Linked DNA regions of Mus musculus: region 2 is linked to region 1. A link is a contact called in public promoter capture Hi-C data. All regions are on one chromosome and are shown on one strand. Each heading gives the region's core, a stretch centred on a gene start, on an enhancer-like site or on the middle of the called end of the contact. The rest is flanking DNA. Distances are from core to core; before and after follow the strand shown. Region 1 holds the start of Il12b (interleukin 12b). Region 2 has its middle 29 kb from the start of Gm12153.

Region 1 (5,880 bases), core at 2,028-4,527:
GAGTTCGATGCCAGCCTGATCTACAAAGTGAGTTCCAGGACAGCCAGGGCTATACAGAGAAACCCTGTCTCAAAAAAAAAAAAAAAAAAAAGAAAAGAAAAGAAAAGAAGAAACCAAATATTTTTTAAGAATGATACATGTTAGTTGTAGACATTTTGGAGAAAATAGGAAGCCAAGCCATTGAAAATAAATACATAAACAAACAAACAAACCCCGAAAATCATCTAGTCACACGCTGACTGACACATGCACTTGGGGTGTTTTCCCGGTCTGAGCTTCTGTAAGGAAGCAGGCAGGAGCAACAACCATAGCCTGCGGGCAGACACATCTTTTGTAAATGATGGACTAAGAAGGAAGATTTATTTCTCATTGTCTGATTACCTGATTTCTTCCTTCTATGTCAGCACAAACCACCAGACTTACCTGGCCAATACCTATGATTTATGGCCTCCTAGTTGGTCTATCCACTCCTCTGTGATCAGGGCTCTGTGCCCAGCTCAGCTTTCAGTCACTGTAAGTATATTCTCCTCGGGAAGACTAGATTACAGTTGTCCAGGGGACTGGAAGAAAAAGTTCTGGGAGCTTCTAAGACAACTTTGCTCTTAGGAGAGATGCACATGATAAAAGCTGTCTCCTCTCTTTTCTCTCTCACTCCTTCCTTTACTCCTTCCCTCCCTCCCTCTCTCCCTTTCTTCATTTCTCTCTGAAACACAGACACACACACACACACACATACACACACACTGAATGTCATCCTGGATTATCTGTTATCTGGAAATATGGAGTCATCTGGAGAGAGAAGCTAGTTGGCAGACTAAGCCAAGTCTCTAACTGATCCAGATGTGGAGTCAATTCTGTTAGGTCCAGCAAGAGACCAAAGCCATGGATGTACTCACTAAAGGCTGCTGAAGGGCTGCAGAGATAACTGAGTGGTAAAGCTATCGACTAACATGTGGAAAATGTGTGTTCATAGAAACTCTTGTGGCTGCTTTTGAAACTTGGGTCGTGATATAATCCAGGCCTGTTCATTTCCCAACCACTACATAAAAGGAATTTTCAGAATCATCATATAACAAGATCCTACTTAAACAACCAAATATATACAGGGGGCACAGGCGGCTCAGAGGAACACACATCAAAGCACAGGTAATGTCTACTGCCAGGAGTCTCTATGTCAAAGCTTCAGCTTCTTATTCAAGGTGTATTTTGCTTTGGAGTTTTTGACAATAGCAAGGATGCATGTTTTGCTTTGCATTGTCTGAAAACTAATGTTTTAAAGCACACATGATTTATATTGTATTAGAAAAGTATACTAAAGGCTTATAGCCATCTTTTGATAAGGGAAGGGGCCTTTTGGTATTACATACATACATCTGTACGTACGTGTGTGTGTTGGGGGGGAGGGGTTCAATCACAGCCAAGTAGCTTCAGCCTGATTATGAGCCACACTGTTATTCTGCACATCATTCCCTTGTGTCTTGTATTCCTCTAACTGTTTTTGACCTAGCCCCAAGAGCTACCTCAAGCCCCCTCCCCCCCCCCTAGCCTTCCCTCCAGCTCCAAATAAGCCCATGGAGCTATTCTTCGGCCCCATATTGCTTTGTTCGGTTTTCCTCATGAAATCGCTTTCTTGTGGCTCATAATGATAGCTTGTCTAAGCTCAGGGGACATTTGCATGAGCTTTGCATGTATGTTGTCACAGCTTGTCTCAGCTCAGGGGACATTTACAACCCTGCACTGCAGCAGTGAGGCTAAGAGGAGTTATGTACCTTGTCAAGATCCAGTTCCTCGAGAGGCCAAAGATGGTGCTCTAACGAACTCCCGATCTGTCCTTGGGAGAGATGGGCAGAGGTAACCATGAGCTTTGCATGTAGGGTCAGTGTGACCAGCAATCTTAGTCACAGAGATTATGGCTGTCCTCAGAGATCCCCTAAAACTAGCACATTATTTTTTACTGCTATTTCACTATGCAACGAAACCTACTTTGTTCACTTAAGAATGATCTTGTATGCAAAACCAGTTTCACTCGAAGCCTAGGAGTACAGGGATGCCACTAGCTAGCTTGCTGTGACTGATGTCTCCACCCTCAGTTTGAAGCCGATCAGGACCAAAGAGGGATTGCAGCTGGGCTGCTGGAGTGAGGAAGTGTGTGGCTGGGAAGCTCCGCAGTTCTCTCCCCCTCCCCGCGCCCCAGGCAGACTGACACTTGGAAGAAAGTTAGGCCGGAAATCTACACCGCCCGAAACCTGACAGGGTCCAACCTCAGCCCTAGGAACTTCCCAGGAGGCGGGAACCCAGGCCAGGGACAGGAATGGAGAAGCGGCGGGTTGTGTCCCTTGCGTCCCAACCGCGAGGATGTCCTCGCTTCGCGCCCTCTATCGGCGGCTCTGAGAGTGGCTCTCATCTGTATGCGAACTGGATGTGCAAGAAGAGCTAATATTTCTGAGCACGGATGAGGAAGGGAGGTAACATCAACTTACAGGATTGCACACCTCTTTGCAATTTTAAACTCCTCAAGAAGAGAAACTACAAAGGGTTTATAGGACCACAGACACGTTATTACTGAAGTGAGAATATAGTATGGGTACCCAAAAGAGTGACCTTTGAATCATCTGTACGCTTGCCTATGTCTAGCTCAGTTCATGCTGCTATCAATCCATGAGTAAGGACCTATAAGCATAAGAGACGCCCTCAAAACACTATGACTTTTATTAGTTATTCACCTCCCCAGAGCTGTCCCTGGATACAGACAACATAGGTATGAGGTAGGGGGTACGTGGAGCCAAACAGGAGGTAATACCTTCTGAATTTAGATGCTAACAAGAAAACATGGGGAAAGGTGGCCCAGATACACTAGGCCCTTTATTCTTTGGGCCTGTAACACCTACTTATTTGATTGTGGCATGAACCATGAACTCGGTTTGGGGCAAGTCCTTCCTTTTTCTGCAGTCTGTGGAATCGGGAGAGGTTAGCCATTGCCGCCTCTATTCACCTTAGGCATGATGTAAACAGAAATTAGTATCTCTGCCTCCTTCCTTTTTCCACACCCCGAAGTCATTTCCTCTTAACCTGGGATTTCGACGTCTATATTCCCTCTGTATGATAGATGCACTCAGGGAGGCAAGGGGGGGAGGGAGGAACTTCTTAAAATTCCCCCAGAATGTTTTGACACTAGTTTTCAGTGTTGCAATTGAGACTAGTCAGTTTCTACTTTGGGTTTCCATCAGAAAGTTCTGTAGGAGTAGAGTATATAAGCACCAGGAGCAGCCAAGGCAGCAGAAGGAACAGTGGGTGTCCAGGCACATCAGACCAGGCAGCTCGCAGCAAAGCAAGGTAAGTTCTCTCCTCTTCCCTGTCGCTAACTCCCTGCATCTAGAGGCTGTCCAGATTCAGACTCCAGGGGACAGGCTACCCCTGAACCAGGCAGCGTGGGAGTGGGGTAAGTGGATTCTGGGAGCATCTCGGATGGCTTTCCCCGCTGGTGGAAACCAGGGGCTTTGACGACAGGGGCTTCAAATAGTCATTTAAAAAGTCAGCTAATTACAGATGTGATGGCGCACACCTGTAATCTCCAAATCTGGGAGGCAGGAAACAGAATGCACAGGAGTTTAAGGCCAGATTCAGCTGTGTAATGAGTTTGAGAGAGTCTCAAAAAATTGAGCTACTAATAATATGTGCCAAGCATTGTGGACAGATGTGTATTTGATAGAAAGGTTTGCTTTGTCTATATAGACACATATACTATGTGCATTTTCTTAAGTATTAATGCATATGTGTTAAGGAGTGTTGTTAAAATTCTGTTCTTGCCTTAAGAGTGAAACTTAAAAAAAAAAAAAGCCTTTCATGTACCCCTTCAAGCCTAAGCTCATCACTGAATGTCCTACCTGTGATGGCCTTTAGAATCAGCTATGATAATCAAAGTGGAGAGCTGGGTTTGGGGGTTCCTTTGGATTTTAACTAACTTTGCCACCTCTTCAAAACTGGAAAGCCCAAGGCATGTTCCAAACTATTTCCTAAAGGGTTCTAAAATCTGTGAGAAAGGGAAGGCTAATCTTCATGGGTTGGCTTCCTCTGCTTGCCCAGGTGAAATCATGAGCACCAGATGGGGCAGGGTGATGGGGCAGGGTGACATCTTGCTTTCACCCAGGGATCACTGAGCCTCAGCTGGGGGCTCCGTTTGTTCAAGCAAGGCATTTCAAGATGAAGTTAGGTCACCCCCAAGAATTCATTTTGCTGAGATCTGAAATACTGTGATTATTGCACCAACAATCCATGGACTCTCTCTAGGCTAGATTCTGGATATAAGACTAGACAGATATGACCTCTGTCACACACCTCGGTATGGGAAAGGGGGGACAGACATTAAAGACGTAATCAAATGATTGTCATTTCAGCGATGCTGAAGGGGAAGAGTAGCTATTTGGGGTCCTGTTTTCATTTGGGGCTCAAGCTGGCACTTTCTGTGGATCATTTCATGAACTCCTAACCTGACAGAGTTATTTTTAATCTAGGAGTACAGGCTTGACAAAGTCAACACAACTTGTCAAGGTCACATAACTAACAAGTGGCAGACTGAGGTCTGTTTGGCTGTAGAACCAAGGCCCTTTGCCCGTGCCCTCCTTGCCATCCCTGACAGCCACGCCATCTGTACTGTGCATTGTTGTTTCTGGGCATTTTTATTTTTACATATCATTTCTCTTTTAAATTAAAGAATAACAGAATGAAACTTGCAAAAGGGATGTCCACTCAGGCACCCGCTGGCAGCAATGTTTGGAAGCATTTGCATGCTCTAGGGAGCTAGAGTATCCAGCCCAGGGTTCCTGTGCTCTTTGCACAAGACTTTCAGGACTTAAGAAAACTAATGAAAACAAACAAACAAACAAACAAACAAAAAAGAATTGTTAAAACATAGCATATGGAAGAATTGTGGAGTGAGAGGGAAACAAAGCCCAGCATCTGCCAATCAGCCTGAAAGCCAAAGCCTGGCTACATACTGCACACTTTTTTGCTTGTGCAGATTTGATTAAGAGGCGACCTGCCATCATCTCCACCCTCTGCTGGTCTTCTATGATCTAAGATGTAGGTGATGCCGAAATGAAGATTGTTCCTTGGACCATTGCCAGGGCTCCCTTCAGCCTGAAATATGGTTCACGTGTGATGCTCAAGTGCATCTGAGGCTGACAGAGGAAATGCTTGGCATGTAGCCAAAGGGGAAATCCCTGTGTTGAGAGCATATGAAGAGATCACCAGGAGATGCCAGGAATCTCTGCCTTTTTTCCCTGCCCAGAGTCCTACCATCTGGGTTTCACAGCCGTGTATAATTGCATCACCTTCTCTGGGCATTTCTCTCTACAGCCTGGCAGATTTTTATTTTTCAACCCAGTGTGCACAAAACAGAAAGAATTTCAATTTTTTTCCTTAGCTTTTTACTAGTGCAAGGTATTATACAATGTCATCTCACTGCATGCCCAATAGCTCTTGAAGATCACATAAGCCTTATGTCTTTTTATATGAAGGCAGTCGGGCTCAGAGGAACTAAACCAACACCAAACAGCTACTGAGTAGTAGGGCCAGAATCCAAGTCCATGTCTGCTTGACTCCAAGCCTATGAATGTAGCAACCAGCACCATTTCAGCTTGTACTTGTCTTGACTATATGATAATTTGGACCTAGACATGTCCTGACTCCTAGTCCTGTCTCTGTCATGAAAAAGAAATCATAGCAGGGCCCTCAAGAGGTTAGCAGTACTTCTGTTCTCTCAAAGGTCGTGATTTCTGACCAAGGCCTGTTTATTTTTAAGGCATTTGCCTATAACATTTAAGCCTTAATTCATATGGGTTAGACTGTGGTCTCTCAAATCTTGTTCCTGACGGGCGGTGG
Region 2 (5,880 bases), core at 1,380-3,879, 470 kb before region 1:
ACATGCTCAACCTCCATTTTCACAGTAATTCTTCCCAGGGCTGGGGATGTAGCTATGGTGAGTGGAGTGCTTGGCTAATATGCACAAAGTCCTAGGTTCAATCCCCAGTGCGGAATATACCAGGCAAGGTGGTACCTTCCAGTATATGTCAGAACTTGGAGGTAGAGGCAGGGGGAGTGGAAGTTCAAGGTTATCTTTGGCTGCGTAGTGAGTTTGAGGCCAGCATGGGCTGCATGAAACTGTATATAAGAGAAAAAAGAAAACCTTCCCACTATAGACTCTATACTGATTATGCCCAGAAGATAGATTGGAGAAGCGGAGTCTTTCAAAGCTAAGCAACTTATAGACAGTGAAGCTGAGATCAGAATCCAGGCTTTTAAACCCTGTGAAATGTGAAAGAAAGACATTGGATGTAGCTGTTCAGAGTGCGGAAAGGAGAGAAATATTGTGTGCGGCAGGAGCCAGTGAGGCTGGAGACTGGCTCCTAAAGCCACTGCCATTAAATGACTCAGCTCTCAGCAAGCTTCAGAGTGTGCTGTGTCAGGGGGTGTCCCTCTGCTGTGGGATTAGAGGGGCAGCTGGTCCAGGAATGCACCATGTATCACTGTCATCTGCCCTGGGTTCAGCTCTGACACTGGAGGCTTGTGGATAGCACGGTGTGTAACACTGGGCAAGTGATGCAATCTCTTTGGACCGTAGCTTTTTTTTTTTTTTTTTTTTTTTGGTAATCTGTGAAACCAAGACAAAAATACATCCATCATTTAGGAACATTTCGGGAAATATAAGTATGATAGGATTTAGACAACACCCGACACCCACAAGGCTTATCATTAGGCCCACAGCTGTGTATCCTGAACCCACTTGCAGGGCCCACCTCTCCCTGTGAGCTTCTCTCTACCAGCCTGCTCTGGGTTATGTAACCACTTGGCTTTTGTGGCCTTCGGAGAGCCTGGCCACACAGAGGGTGTTCTGTGACCCAGTAGCACTCTCCTTTGGGCACACTCCAGTCCTCCTGAGCCAGACTGCATTTAACGATGTCCCCAAGAGGTATGGGGGCACAGTCAGGTTTAGAGTCAGGTTAGAACTTTGGAAGGCCACCTGAAGAATAGATATGACCTAGGTTTCCTCCTCTTTATTGGGGATTCAGTCCAATGCTTAGTTCAAATCACAAGAGTACAAGAAATAATCTGTGGGCCTCTGTGTGACACTATTTCTGTCACATTTCCTTTGCTCTTGTTGCATGTCACATCTGAGGCATGCCCAGCTCCAACATTTGGTCCATTCTGTGGTTGTGAAGACTGAGGCAGAGCTGGGAGTGAGTTTAAGTGTACAGGTACTGGATGCCAGGCAGAGTCAAGTTCCAATTCTGGGCTTGCCTCTCGGTCCACCTTGCTTCACAGCCAGACAGTAAAAAGCTGTAGATTCTTTTTCTTCTTGGGTACCTGGTAATGGTTTGCCCCTGTGTCCCACGACTTCATTCCCTAAAAGTGGTGTGGATACAGGTTTTTGTTCAGCTCATGTGAGCATGGTGCCACACATTAGGCTTCTGTTCCCTTATCATTTCCATTCCCTGCTCCTCCTGAGACCTACACTGCTAGCATCTTAGTTGTATTACAGATGGCAAAATTTTTGCTTCAAGTGAGGAAGGTGCTTAAAGGTAGGGGAGCAGGGCAGGGGGAAGGTATAGAGAACTTTTGGGATAGCACTTGAAATGTATATAAAGAAAATATCTAATAAAAAATAATCAAAAAAGAAAGAAAGGAAGGAAGGAAGGAAGGAAGGAAGGAAGGAAGGAAGGAAGGAAGGAAGGAAAGGAAGAAAGAAAGAAAGAAAGAAAGGAAGAAAGAAAGAAAGAAAGAAAGAAAGAAAGAAAGAAAGAAAGAAAAGGAAGTGGGACTGGAATGGGAGGCACCCATCTCTCCTTCCTGGCAGCACCGATTGTTCTACCCACAGTGCTCTCTGAGTTTGCACAGCAAACTTCTTGACATCTTCCATCTCCATTCCTAGAAGTTCCTTCCCTTGCAAGCCATAGCCCTTTACACTCATTTGGACCTACTCTTCTTTTGGTAAGATACTGCCGCAGCTCCTGAGCAGGTAGCCCCTGTGTGTGCAGGAGCAGTTTGTAAGTTGTCCCAGAACAATGATTCCCAGGGAGTAAGTGCCCAGTAAGTGAGCATAAAATGAACACAGCTCACTGTATAGCTTGACTCTTTCACCTGGGCAGTATCTGTACAATGGGGAGACTCCAACATGACTCTTTTATACCCTAGAGCATCTAGGACAGTTCCAGAAGGCTATGCTGTTAGTATTTGTCCCTGTAAAGCTATGTGTTTCCCCCAGTTACTCCTTTGCTCATAACCTTTTGTTGACAGTCCAGATAAACATTGGTATTCTGTCTCCTGGCTTTCTTATTTCCGTGTAGGACAAGAAGAAGTGAAGTCTCTGCATATTCCCTGCTTATCGCACCTCAGGGCCCTGTGCAGATTCTTGGTGAGGAGATACCTGACCTGAGAGGACACCATGGACTGAGTTCCACATCTCTGTCACAATGGCTCCTCTGACTACAGCCCGGTCCTGACTCACATGCCTGGCAGAGGCCCATGGGAGGCCAGAGCCTGTCCTCTCTCTGGATCCTTGGCACAAACCAGTGCCAACAAACTAGAGGAGGAATCTTTGCCTTTGAGGTAGGAGCCAGCAGGGCTGTTGCAGATCGGCTAAGAAAATAACTCCTCCCAGTCTCCTGAGGTTCAACCAAGGGCAACAGCCAGAGTGGGATGGGCCGATCTCCCTGGGAGGGCCGGAAGCTGCTGGTGATAACAGCGGAGCTCAGGTGAATGCTTTCTGGTCAGAAGCTCAGATGTGAAAGTCTATGACTATGCTTCTGTTGACAGGCTGGAGTCTCATGTTCATCTCTTGGCTTGGCATCTGCATGCTGTGGCTTACAAGCTGGGTGGGCAGGGGCTCGTTTGTACAGTTTCTTACAAGAGCACAGGTAGGGGTTATTTACAGGAGCACTTTATCTTGTTAGTGGCTAACGCCACCGAAGAGCATAACTCTTCGTCACTCCAGCAACCACTAACTGCCTGTATCACCCCACGGAGGGGTGGAGCCTTGGGAGGTCTTCATTCTTTCATAAAGGAATATTGATGGGACAAGTCATGTATGGGTCTTACACAGATAATTACAGAAGCTGAGTATTTTCATGTGCAGTGGCCACATCCTGTCCAGAGGGCAGCATTCCACAACATTCCTTCCTCTGTCTCTTAGATTCTTTCAATTCCCTCTTTCTTGGTATTCCGTGGACCTTGGAGGGGCTGATAAGAGAGGGACACTCCCTTCTGTTTCCAGGGATGAGGAAATCCTTTTGGTTTGATTAGATGAGAAGAGGGGCTGAGGACCTTTCTCTTCAGTAGCCCAATCCCAGGAGGGCTAACTGTATTCATGGTTCACCACCCATCTGTTATAGGAATCTTGCCCTTGAACCCTTCATCTTTAATGCTATGGATAGGAGAGGATTTGCTGCAACATATTTATGGTCTGGAAGCTTAGTCCCCAGTATGGTACCATCAAGGATATAGAACCCTTAAGAGGAGCTCAACCCACAAATGGATCAATGCTGCCCTACAGTTGTGCATCAGGTCTTATTAGAGAAGCTCTGTTAGAGAGCCTGGCCCTTCTCCAGGGCTTTGCTCCCTCTCTCAATACTCATGGTCTCTCACACATTCTCCTCCCATCTGCTGTGTTGGACATAGCCAGAAGCCCTTCCTCAGGGCTCGAAGAGATGGGCCATCCAGTTGTAAGCTCTCATCCTCTAGAATTGCGTGCTAAGTACACCTCTTTTTCTTTGTAAAGTACCTAGCTTCTGGCATTATGGGAATGGAAAGTGGATGGAGACATTTATCATCACCCAGTTAGTCTGAATTTAATTCCCTGTAAAGGTAGAAGCAGTTACACCATCAGGGTCACGAAAGTCAGCCTTAAAGCAGGAGAGGCAAATAAGAGGGGGGGACATCATGACTGGGAGGAGAGTCTCTGAGTCCAGCTTTCACAGTGGCCTCTCAGATGTCCACCTACTGCTTCTTAATCCCTTGAAAGGCTCCTCTCTTAGCTAGGATCTCATCCTACCCATTCACCTCACCTCATAAGCGTTTGGTAGGTGGCAGGTGGCTGAGACTTGGGTGTAGGCAGGGAAAGAAGTGTAAATGACTTGTCTGGATGGCAAGGAGGTGGCTTGGCCTTTTCACTTCAAGGACTCCTGTCAGCAGAAGCAGCCTCCTCACCCTACAAATGGTCTGGAATCTTTTTTTTTTTTTCTAGACAGGGTTCTCTGTATAGCTCTGGCTGTCCTGGAACTCACTTTGTAGACCAGGCTGGCCTCGAACTCAGAAATCTGCCTGCCTCTGCCTCCCGATGGAATCTTTTGTTTTGTTTGTTTTTGTTTTTTTACAGATAGGTTTTCATTGGGAAGCTTTGGGTATCCTGGAATTAGCTCTGTAGATGAGCTAGGTCTGCTTTTGCCTCCAAGTGCTCAGATTAAAAGTGCATCACCAAAAACAAAAAAAAAGTGCATCACCACTGTGTGGCTTTGGAATCTTTGTAAGAGATACTATAGTGTGTTTGGGGGCCAAGAGAAGTGGAGGCACCCACTAGTTTTCCTGTGGAATGGAATAGAAGGGAAAGGTGAGCCTGGGTAGGTAGCAAACTCTTAGGTCTTCATCTCTAAGCATGCCACTTCCTATATTGTGCAGGGACATTGCATAAAGGCCATGGAGATTCGGTGGCTTTCTGAGGAGGATCTCCAAGGAGATCAAGAGACCTCACAGTGAAGGCTCTTAGTGTTTCCTGGGATTAGGGTTCTGTGCCCTATGCAGGGTACACAGAGTGTAGCCATGCCATACTTAAGGGGGCAGTCAAGAAATTAGTAGTTTCATGACAGATAGAGCCACCCATCTAGTTCATGACTGGGAAGCAGAGTGGGTAGAGTGTTCTCACAGGTCTCATGTAACCCTTCACTCTGGCAGATGGAGGCTTAGAGTAGGAAATCAATTGAGTTCTTGTTTGTTAGTTTTAAAGAAAGGAGACAACTATTAAACTTAATTCTGAGGTTCAGAGTTTGCATGTGTCGTCTGGGTTTTGGTGTGAGACACAGTTGGGTGACAAGGGTTTTCTTCTCTGTTCCCTGTGTTCTCTTTTTCCTTGGTTTTCCTCAGATTCCCTCACTTTCGTGAACATTCTTTGGGGGTCTACAGCTGAGGGTGAGTAGAGAACACTTATGGTGGGCAGACAGCACCTGCCTGGCTTGTGGGGGAAGACACACACATCAGCCAGTCCTATACACAAAAATTATAACCTAGGGGTAAGACCTACTGCCTTAGGGGTGATCTGATGTGGGGGTGTGCAGGTGCAAGGGGATGGGGTTAGGAGAAGCAGGGGGCATCATCTGAGCTGAGCTTTTTAAAAAATAATATTGTTTTACTAATTTTTAGAGAATTTTATTCATTTTAGCGAGGAATTTGGATCATGTTCAACTCTTACTTCTCCCAGATATATCCCCCTACTCCCTCACAATTTTGTACCCAAATAAACACAACAACAACAACAGTAACAAACAACCCACTGAGTCTAATTTGTGCTGACAATATACTCATGGGTGTGTAGCCAACCCTTGGAACTTGGGTAACTGACTAAGGGGCACACCCTAAAAGAAAATTGACTCTCCCTTCCTTAGAAGTCTTCAACTGTCAATGTTCCACAGCTAAGTGGGGCTTCTTAAGCTCCTGTGCCTACAATGAATGACAAGTATCTTGATCTTGGACAGGTTGTATACAAGCAAGCACAGCTACTGTGTACAGTGGTCCCTTCATGTGCAACAGACACTGT

What was found. Promoter capture Hi-C pulls out the DNA fragments that hold promoters and counts their contacts.
Region 2: a contact with region 1 is called in a promoter capture Hi-C map of liver, with 2.3 times the contacts expected there. The contact joins the enhancer-like site here to the promoter of Il12b in region 1. A contact is called at or near these places in 9 of 39 promoter capture datasets (3T3-L1-derived adipocytes, HPC-7-derived erythroid cells, embryonic stem cells and 4 more), 1 of 484 Hi-C or Micro-C datasets (Sertoli cells) and 1 of 9 other capture datasets (embryonic stem cells).

The regions. Positions count from the first base shown.
Region 1 is chr11:44,396,786-44,402,665 of GRCm38.p6, forward strand. It overlaps Il12b (interleukin 12b), which reads left to right and starts at 3,278. Exons shown (of 8, transcript NM_001303244.1): 1 at 3,278-3,333.
Region 2 is chr11:43,926,707-43,932,586 of GRCm38.p6, forward strand. No RefSeq gene overlaps it. Among named protein-coding and RNA genes, the nearest start is that of Gm12153, 29 kb to the right of the region's middle. Within about 2 kb of position 2,630, at least 52 of the 459 cell types and tissues checked have an H3K27ac peak or open chromatin away from gene starts, as enhancers often do. A contact at or near this core is called in Sertoli cells and liver, where this site is marked.